Linked DNA regions of Urocitellus parryii: region 2 is linked to region 1. A link is a contact called in public Hi-C data. All regions are on one chromosome and are shown on one strand. Each heading gives the region's core, a stretch centred on a gene start, on an enhancer-like site or on the middle of the called end of the contact. The rest is flanking DNA. Distances are from core to core; before and after follow the strand shown.

Region 1 (4,963 bases), core at 1,940-4,439:
ACTGACCATATAAAACATATAAACACTGTGTTAGTTACAGAAAGACTGCACCTAGAAACATGCCTCATTATATCCAACTATGTTGGATCACCTCCACCCACAAGGTACTCATGTCCTTCTCATGAAAGAAATAACATAGCTTCTAATTTTGTTTAATTGTTATGCTTCAGGTCTTCCATCCATCTCACCACACCCTATTACATGATCTTCCTCCTTCACACATTCCCTTTCTCCTCTATCATCTGCCACTACCCTCAGAACAGCTCTGGGCATTTTCTGTCTCGCTAGTATTCTGACAGGTAGAGAGAGTTCTCCGTTAGGATCTCAAAAACCTGAGCTTGATTTTCAGTTCTTCTGGTAAACTGGCTTTGTGACTTTAGGCATACGTTGTGACTTTCCTGGGTCTCACTTTGCTGTAAGAGACTCAGTCAGTTAATCTTTAGTTCCACATGAATGCTAAAATAATGTACAATTTTGAAGTCACAACTTATGCTTTTGTCTATGTTAGTTATTTGTAACAATAATATAGATTCTTACTCCTCTGAATTTCACACTTTATGTAAAAATCAAAAAGAACACTTTGCATGAGAGCATCACATAGATTCCAGAGGGAGGAGACTTGACTATTTTTAGCTATCTATCTATTTATTTATTTATTTTGCTGTTACATGTTTACAATGTTATGGTCATTCTGTCAAAATTCGCTTTCTGGATGAACAAATGATAAATTAACAAACAAATCACACTGATACAGGAAATGGATTGATCTGTTTTCTTTGTAAAATATATGTAAATTTATAAGATATATGTAAATTCAAAATAAATGATGTGTCATTTAAGCACCTTATGTTATTCAATAAAATTTAATATTGATTAGGCACTTATAAGGTGCCAAACTTTGCACTAAGCCCTGTGAGGAGGAATACAAAGGTAATGAGACTCCATCTCTGTCCTTTTAAAGAGCTTATTGAGAGACAGAAAAACTCAGAAGAACAGTCATTATTCAGTAGTTTTCATGAGAAGTGACATCATAAAAATAAAAGTTAATAGAACTCTAACAATAGCGATTGAATGATTGGAAGACAAAAGCCTGAGAGCAAAGAAAACCGTAAGAAAATCTTAGGAAAGATGCTCAGTGCCTGCACATAAGCAATTGAGATAAAGATAAGAAAAGAGATCACAAGATGTTGTAGAAGTAGAGTCATCAATGTGGTGGTCAATGAAGGTACTTCCTGAGTTTCCAACCCAAGGAACTGTTAGAGTGACTGAAAGGGTCAGGACTGCAGGGGAAGCTCTGTTTGCAAGAAGGGATGATTAATTTTATTTTATTTTGAACAGTAACACAACTATTAAAGATACTCAGTAGGTAACTGGCTAGTTAACAAGGAAGAAGAAGAAGAAGAAGAAGAAGAAGAAGAAGAAGAAGAAGAAGAAGAAGAAGAAGAAGAAAAGAAGAAGAAGAAGAAGAAGGGGATATAAATTACGTGATGAGTTTGGAGCCCAGGAGAAGACTTGATGCTGAGAATGTGGAAGGAGCCAGAGTAAAGATGAGCTCAACTCCGGAGTGGGTGAGATGTATAGTGAATTAAAGATGCTGGCAAAAGAATCTTGGGTAACGTCTACATTTGTGTCATAATTGGGAATGACTGAGAAGGAAAACTGTTGGAAACCATCAGACTTTGAAGTCAAAAAAGCAAAGGTGCCAAAGTCATGATAGACTCATTCTGGTCTTAGTCAGAAGAAAGACTCCAGACCGAGTGGAAAGATTGTTCTAGGAGCCAACCCTTCACAGAAGAACGTGTCCTGGAGTTGGCGAATAGTAGAGCTTACCCTGAGGACATGCCCTTCAAAGGCAGGCTGGGGGTGGGGGTGGGGAAATGAGCAAAAGGAGGGAATATTTCCTGGGATCTGGGATCAGAGTGAAGGAGAGTGTCTACCTGTCAACAGACCCTAGTGCAGGGTGGAGGGAAGGAGCTGCCTCCATTGAGTTGAGGAGAGACTTAGAGAAGGCAGAGGCCAGTAAGAGAGGCCAGGGATGAGGTAACATCTGTTCACAGTGAAGGGCTGAAGAAAGTGCAGGGTGTAATGGCACCAACAGGTGGAGAGGGCACCATTGGCAGGAAGGAGTGGACTGAATGATGGACCAGGAAGTAGAGGGTAAAGCAGGGTCCCTAAGGGGACTGCTCTGAGAAACAGGGAGAGGTTGAAGAGACACGGTACTGAAGGAAGAGGACTTGCCTTTGGACTGGGACCATGTGGTCACCCGGCTTCACATACCTGTAGCCTGGGCCTCTGATAGAGCTCCAAGTCTGAGACCTGGGATGGTTTAAGGTGATATCAGATGGACCTAAAGCCTTCCACAACCTCTGGATGCAGAGTTGGGTGTCTCTCCCACTGACTTTCTGTACTTCTCCAATATACAACTGCTCCCACCACCCAGGGCCCCATTTACATGACTCCATGGGAACCGGAGAAGCCTAGTTCACCGGGAATCGTCTGGCCCACAGCAGACTCTCAGTGTAGTTTGTTATAATGCACAGGGTCTGCCCTTAGGGGCTCACAGTCTCCTTTTGCCCTTGGGTTTCTCAGCCCTGAGGGTGACACACTACCAGAGAGTGTGAGGATTGGCTCAACAAGACAAAGACACCCATGGCAGACACCACAGGCAATCCCAGTGCCACTAGAGCTGAGAAAGACAAGACTGCCTGAGAACAGAACCCCAAATTCTATAATCACTGCCAAACCACTGTCCTTTCCTCCCTCTTCCAACCCAGCCGGTCCTATCCCAGTTTCAGGGAGCTCCTGTCTCATTGTCCTGCTCGGAGTCTGTGCTACCTGGCTGTGCCTCTCCCCTTACCTCGGGAGCCCTGCCCTCTTTCAGCTGCACCTGGGCCTTGCTGAATCTGGGATTAAGAACTAAAAATGGTCACAAGAGACCTGAGAGATCAACTCTTCCAAACTCTGCATTTCACAAGTAAGGGAATAACTCGGCCCAAGATCACGAAGCACTTCTAGCCTCACCTGGACCCCCCCAGCCTCTCCTGCATCCTACCTGCCAAGTCCTTTGATACCTGCAGAGCCCCTGGCCAGGCACTGCAGTCGGAGTCTCTCAATGGGATCCGTGGCCGTGGTGAGTTTCTTCTTGGACTGGATGGCCATCTCTCGGTCATGGCGTGCTGTCCCTGCCATCTGAGAGGAGAGTTCACAGCACATTAGCAGAGCTCCCCGCCGCACCACCTGCCTCTGGCTGAACAGGAGATAGCAATCTTGCTGAGAAGGAAATTTACAGCTCACTTTGCCATCAGATCTCCCAGGAATAGTCTCAAACCTCCTCCCAGAATTTCCAATTTTTAACCAAGCGGACTGTGTGCCTGGCATATTTATTACTTACTGGACCGTGTCCCGAGGCCATCTGCTTTCCCCAGCTCAACAATGAATACAAAGCCATTTTCTCATTCTGAAGCCCTCCTCCCTCCATAAAAAGTCCAAGTTCTCCTTCTCCACCCTCTTTTAGAAACAACCACGTATCCTATGTCATTTTATTTAGATTTCTCCATATTCCCTCACTCCACGTTTAATTAAGAGTCTCCTCTTTGGTCTAAACACTGATTTTCATTGCTTCTGTCTTCCCTGAGATTCTCAACACTAGGGCCCTGATGATTCTTACCAGCAATCAGTGTGTTCTCCTTGATTAGCAGGTATGTGCCCATTAACAAGGTTCTTTTGTTGGGGGAGGGGGTCCCAGGGAGTAAACTCAGGGCCACATCCCCGGCCCTATTTTTGTATTTTATTTAGAGACAGGGTCTCACTAAGTTGCTTAGCATCTTGCTTTTGTTGAGGCTGGCTTTGAACTCACGATCGACCTTTCTCAGCCTCCCAAGCTGCTGGAGGCACCACCACACCCAGCAACAGGGTTCTTAAGACAGAAATATTTTAAACAGGGTTGGGGCTGGGGCTCAGAGGTAGCGCACTTGCCTGGCATGTGTGAAGCACTGAGTTTAATTCTCAACACCACATATAAATAAATAAATAAAGGTCTATCAACAACTTAAAAAAAATCTATATTTACTATCTCTCAGCTGACACACATACAAAAAGATATCGTTTTCTCCAGCTTGGCTTTTGTGATTTGAGTTTTCAGAACAGGAGGGAAGGGTGGTGTGGTGAACTGATTCCTCCTTTCAGTTCTCAGAACTTCCACAGTGGTGGAAAGAGCACTGGGCACCGGGAGCCTGGGGACTCAGGTCCCAGTCCCACCTCTCCACTGCCATCCCGACCCACCCCCTGACATCAGAGCCCATCTCAAAGCCTCCACTGTCTCCTTCTCAGTTGGCTTAGATGATCTTTAAACTTCATTCCGACTCCAAAAACCAGTAATCTCCATGAGTCCACTCACCCAGTGGATGGAAGATTCTAGAAGCTACCTTACGTTGAGCTCCAAATAAAAAGAGCAAGAGGGTAGGAAGAATGGCATTCAGTGCACACAAGACAATAAATGGTGCTCTACCCTTGACTTCAGGGCTCCCTGGCTGTCCAAATTCTGGCACTTGCCTTGAGGACCGTGTAAGGACAGAATTATTTTTATCAAAGATGGCAGCCCTGGGGATTGGGCCCTCCCCTGTACCAACTGTTTTCCTATCACACCCTGAAAGGTCTCCCTATAAAGTATTCAGTATTTAACTTTCAGGAAAGGGAATCTCAAACCGAAAACTGAGGCTCGACTAGACAACACAGAGGAGCACACACTGAACTCACCCCATCTCCAGTAGCCTCCTTCCAGCTGATGAACAGGATCCCTTCTTCCTGCCCTCCCTCCTGATTTCCATCATGTAGCTCAAGATGGGAGTGCTTCACTCAGTTTTCTTGGACTCTGGGCCAGCCCACAGAAGTTCCAGCTGCTTTACTTACTCCATATTTGTAAGAAATTGTTACACCTAAGGCTAGGCAGGGTCTCCCTTTGCTT
Region 2 (5,053 bases), core at 1,929-4,428, 760 kb before region 1:
CTTGTAAAGGACCTTAACAAGAGAAGGTGGACAGACACTCCTTTTCTCCAGTGGTTTGAGCCTTTGTGGTATACACCCAGAAAATTCTGACTCAGAACCATCTCTACTTTGGCCTGGATGTGTGAACAGTCTTGTGGGGCTTGATAGGAGAGAAGATAACATTTTACCCTTCCTTGTGGTAAGTCAGTGTATAATTGGTAGGCAGTCCTCCGTCTGTCCCAGGACTCCACCAGCAGGTGAATGTTTCCTTCTCAGGAGAACGACATTTAAAGATAGTAGGTTTTCCAGGAGGTGACTCTCCTAAAAATAAGTCACAAGCCATTGGAGTTAATATTGAGATCCATTCAACCACTCAACTCTTCTGCTGGTGACAGCACAGTGAAGGCACCCAGAGCAGAGAGAGGCTCAGATGAGCAGACCTACAGGCTCAGTGCTCAGAAGTGGCAAAGCACCAGCACCCAGGAACACCCTTTGGGTGCTATCCTAGGGCAGAAAGTGTTCTTGGAGAGAGAGCTTGGTGGTGGTTGTGGTGTGTGCCTGTGTAAATGTGTGAGTGTTGTGTTTGGAGATGGAGATACCAGCAGTTCACGTGGGGCAGTGGCCAACTGTAACATTTCAGTGAAGAGTGAGCCTGGGGAGCAAGAAGGATGGGTTTGGGTTGGAGAGTGTGAGGCCTTCCTCCCATGGAGTCTAAAGAGCTAATGTAACGCTACAATATAAGGTGACTTCCTCTCTGGCACAAGCAGCCTGTGCATCCTTTGCCCATACATTGCTCCCTGGCACATCTCTGCTTCTGGGTTTCTGTCTTCCTGCCATCCTCACACCACTAACTCCAACTGTCTCCATCTTTAGTTTGTCATCTATCATTGATGCTCCCTTTATCTGAGTGTTCCTCAGCAGTTCCTCCCTCTCTCCTCTTATCTTCTTCTTCCCCTTTCTTGTCACTTTTCCTTGGCCTTGGCCTAATGGCCTAGTGGATCTCCCCATCCTCCCTGTTACCATCTCTGAGTCTTGGTTTTTAGTCCTTCTTTCTGCTTATATTTTCTTCCTCTATGGGTTTTTTTTTGTGATGAGATGGCAAAGGGCTGTCTTGCAATTCTATGGACCATTTTGGGGAAGGAGTATGGGAAGACTCTGGGCAGGTCTTCTCTGAGCTGTGAGCTACATGAGCTGCATTCAGTCTCAGGCTGGAAGCTGGAAGGTCTGCTTAAGGTGATATGGAAAATACAGTGTCAAGGAGGAGGGATTTTTTTAGTTGCCTAATCCCCAAAGCTCTTGGCAAGCTGGTTCTCATTTCTCTTGCTTGGCTGCTGTTAGCTCCAAAGAGAAACTGAGCTATCCTAGGAGTTTGCCCCAGTGCAGCTGGGCTAGGGAGGCCAACTGAACTATCTATGTAACTCCCATTTGCTCTTCCTTCCTGTCAAGTTTAAGGCCCCAGTGTTCAGTTTAATAAATGAGGAGCTGAGAGAGGAGCTCTGAGTTAGGCCTCAGCAGCTCAGAGAGTTCTCACTGTTTCCTCCATACTTCTCTCCATCCCTCAGGCATGATCCTAGGCCAGAACTCCTAGTTGAGCATCAGACTAGGAAGAGCAGGTCTGCAGGAGACCCTGTGAGGGGGACATGCATAAGAAGGGGTTCTCTGGGTAACCTGGCCAGAAAGGAGAATTGAATGGAATGGCACAGCATGGTGCACAGGACGGGCCCAGGATACCAGGCTAATCATGCCAGTGGGAGCTGAGCACCATGCCAGTTTATAGACCCCGTGAAAGCAGTCCATGTCAGCCTAGGGTAGCTCTACCAATATTTGTCATTGCTCATCCTCTAGGGGAGATTTCTTCAGGATGATGTATTTGGGAATCATGGCAAACACACAAGGTTCCTTTTGTTTGTTTTTGTTCTGAGTGAGGAGGAGTATGTGACATAGGAAGAAAAGTTTATTTAAAAACCCCAAAGTCTGTGGTTTAGTAATACAGTTGAAGACACTCGGGGCTACTGTTCCTGATTGGGGGACTTAGAATTTCCCTCATGAATGATTCTGACCTCTGCTTTCCCTTTTCTCTCTCTTTCACAAAAGCTTCTCTTTCACATTGTACTGGTCACCAATAGTATTTTTAGGAAACTCAGAGAGGAAGGTAAAATTGTGAAATTACAATGTGTGCCTTTATCCTCTTTAGAGATAGTCACATGTAATGGACTGTCTTATTACACAGATGCATAGGGACAATCACACAGGTATCACACATGTAGGTGTTAGGCAGATGTTCACATAGATCCCACATCCCAAGTACACACACACACACACACACACCCCACATACATGCACAGAGAAATACACACAGGGTCACACTTACAACAGTACATATTATTACACATACATGTACACACAGAGTACACATACATTCTCATAGGTACACACACAGGCATAAACCCACACACAGATTTATACCAACACAGGTACTCACAGAGGAGCATTTGCAATCAGGCAGTATAAAAAGTTAATATGCATATAGGTACACTCATAAGTATGCACACTCAGAAATGTATAGGGGTTGACACTCAGAAATGTACACAGACACACTTAATTTAGCTGTGGGTATGTACAGGCACACTCCTAATTTAGCTGTGGATATTATTTCCCAAATCAGCAGATAACAGAGTTGGCTGTATCTGTTTCTCACCATGCAATAGCAGTCTTTTACATCCCTTCATAGTTTTTCCAAGATTTTTCACATTTGTTATTTCATCTGTGGTGGAGGAAATGTCACTTTCCTCACTTTGAGAATTTGGAAAGCCAAAGAGATTGGGCAATTGGCTCAAGGTCACACAGCCAGCAACTGGCAGAATCTGGACTAGAACTCAGGTCCTCAGAAGTGTTTCATTACCCTCCTCAATGAGGATAGAAGGCAGAGAGCCTAATGACAAGTTTGCATTAATTTTTCTGCATTAATTTTAATGCAAAAAGGGTTGCAAATAATTTATTAGCAGCACATGACATAAGCATTTTTATTTCTCACAACTGCATTGCAAGAAAGCTGTGATGATCTCTTCACCTTCTTGATAAAACCCCAGCAATGAAAGAGAGCAGGACAATCTCTTACTCACCATTCAGGAGTCTGATGTTGAGAAAAAGCAGCAGCATGAAAACAACTGTGGATGCCACATTATCCTTCATGTTGGCTCCCTTTTCTTCTTACGGGAAATGTATCAAAGATTGCCTGAAAGAGAGGCAGCAGGCAACTTTTTTGAAATGACAGCCTGGTCAGGCATATGCACCAATTTATTCTGGGTGTTTACAACTGTTTCTTGCTCCTTGCTTAATGTGAATGACAAAACAGAAGGAAGGGAATGTAGGAAAATGTAACATGGGGTGGCTTGGCTCAGAAGCCTCGATTTGCACTTGCTGGGAAAAATTCCACCGCCAGAGGTCATCAGATGATAAGAGAAAGTTCAAGGGGAGTCACAGTAGTCCACTCCTTTGCACACATCCCAAAGGGGGGAAAAATGTTCTTTTTCCATTCCACAGTCATCTGACAGTATATCATGCATTTTATGTGACATAGATTGTAGGCCCTACAAGGGAACCATTCTAGGAGGGATTTGGCTTTAAATCTCCAGCCCCAAATAATCCTGGCTGAAAAGTCAGTTTCTCAGTTTCCGACTTTATCTAGCCCCACGGATCCTGCCAAGTAGGGGGCACTTTCTTTGAAGGTTCAGAGTGAGAGGGTCCTGGAAGCCCTGGCTATGAGCATGGTTGTGAAGCAAACTTTACAATGACCTCTAGTGAACCTCCACATGATTTCTTTCTCCCTTTTGTGAAGTCCCATTATAAAATATAATAAACTCCAGTAATAATTCAAATCCCTTGAGCTCAGAGTATTAAGTAAATTTTGAACCTGCAGGGGTTGAGAGTTTTGAGCAATTTATTATTAATATTATTATTTTTACCCTTGGAACAGCTTTCAAAGCCTCTCAATGTCCTTCTAAGAAAAAGGATTTTAAAAACATTTAAAAAAAGAAGGCTCATTAGTTTTATTAGACTTTAAATGACACTCAGAAAACAATAGATTTGATGAACCAAGTGTAAATTCTCAGAAACACATGGCTTTAATTTCTCTTTAAAATTTTATTTTATTTCTTTTCTTTTTAGTTAGTCAGTTAGTTTGTTTGTTTTAGTTTTTAAATGAAGGGGAGAGCATTGGGGGCAAAGCTGTGTTGTCTGATGAGCCTCCAAAAGACCTTGGCCCATTCCTCCTGACCAGAGTGTGAGTCTCCTCCTGACGGTCACTTAATGGGAAGTTTTTTGAAGGCTTTCTCCACCCGACATTTCCTCCTGCAAGACATACTCAGAAATAAAAGCTCAGTGACAGCAAAGGTGTAGGGCACAAGGGCAGGAACTATCAGGTAGCTCCCTTACACCGAGGCAGCTGTTTTAATAATGGATCCTGGTCCTCTAATGGGTCCTGTCAGGTAGCCAGCATCTTGTTCTTTGAAGGTCCAGATTCCTTCCAGATGCCCTCCTGGGTTGTACATTCTCCACCATCGGCCCCATCTAATCCCTAGGGGTCATCTACATCAAGAGGGCAAAGCCCCTGAAAGGGTTTTAAATAATGTCTATGGGACTCTTCTGGAGCATCTGTGATAGGACAGGCACAGGGCAAAGTACTTTCATCATTTGAATTTTATTTTGTTCTCACAATGGCACCATGAGTAGGTACAGATCATTACCATTCCCTTTTAACAGATGAGAAAGTGAAGTATGGAGAGGTTCAGTAAGCTGACAGGCATCTACCCATGGGGACAGAGCAATTGGGCAAATCTGAGAGCAACTGATAAATCATCCTGATTTGCAGAAAGTCTATGATAGATGGAACAATGATTCCCCCTTCTGTTGGAAAGACAGTGGAGATTAAAACAACAGACCCAACAGACCCAACAAGTGGATATGTAGTGCTGAGCAGAACAGGAGAGCCAGGGCTGAGAGGTCATGTTGGCTTCTGCCCTGCTTATACCTGCTGGTCTCAGATTCTGTTGATCTCCCTCATCCAGCTTAACCA

The links. A called contact is a pair of places that touch in the nucleus more often than the background predicts.
Region 2: a Hi-C map of liver shows a contact between it and region 1, with 11 times the contacts expected there. The contact joins the promoter of Prlr here to the promoter of Capsl in region 1. A contact is called at or near these places in 2 of 2 Hi-C or Micro-C datasets (liver and muscle).

The regions. Positions count from the first base shown.
Region 1 is chr1:20,773,966-20,778,928 of mUroPar1.hap1, reverse strand. It overlaps Capsl (calcyphosine like), which reads right to left and starts at 3,189. Exons shown (of 3, transcript XM_077795534.1): 1 at 3,053-3,189. The coding sequence starts at 3,189.
Region 2 is chr1:21,532,200-21,537,252 of mUroPar1.hap1, reverse strand. It overlaps Prlr (prolactin receptor), which reads right to left and starts at 3,178. Exons shown (of 8, transcript XM_026390151.2): 1 at 3,102-3,178; 2 at 168-300. The coding sequence starts at 3,171.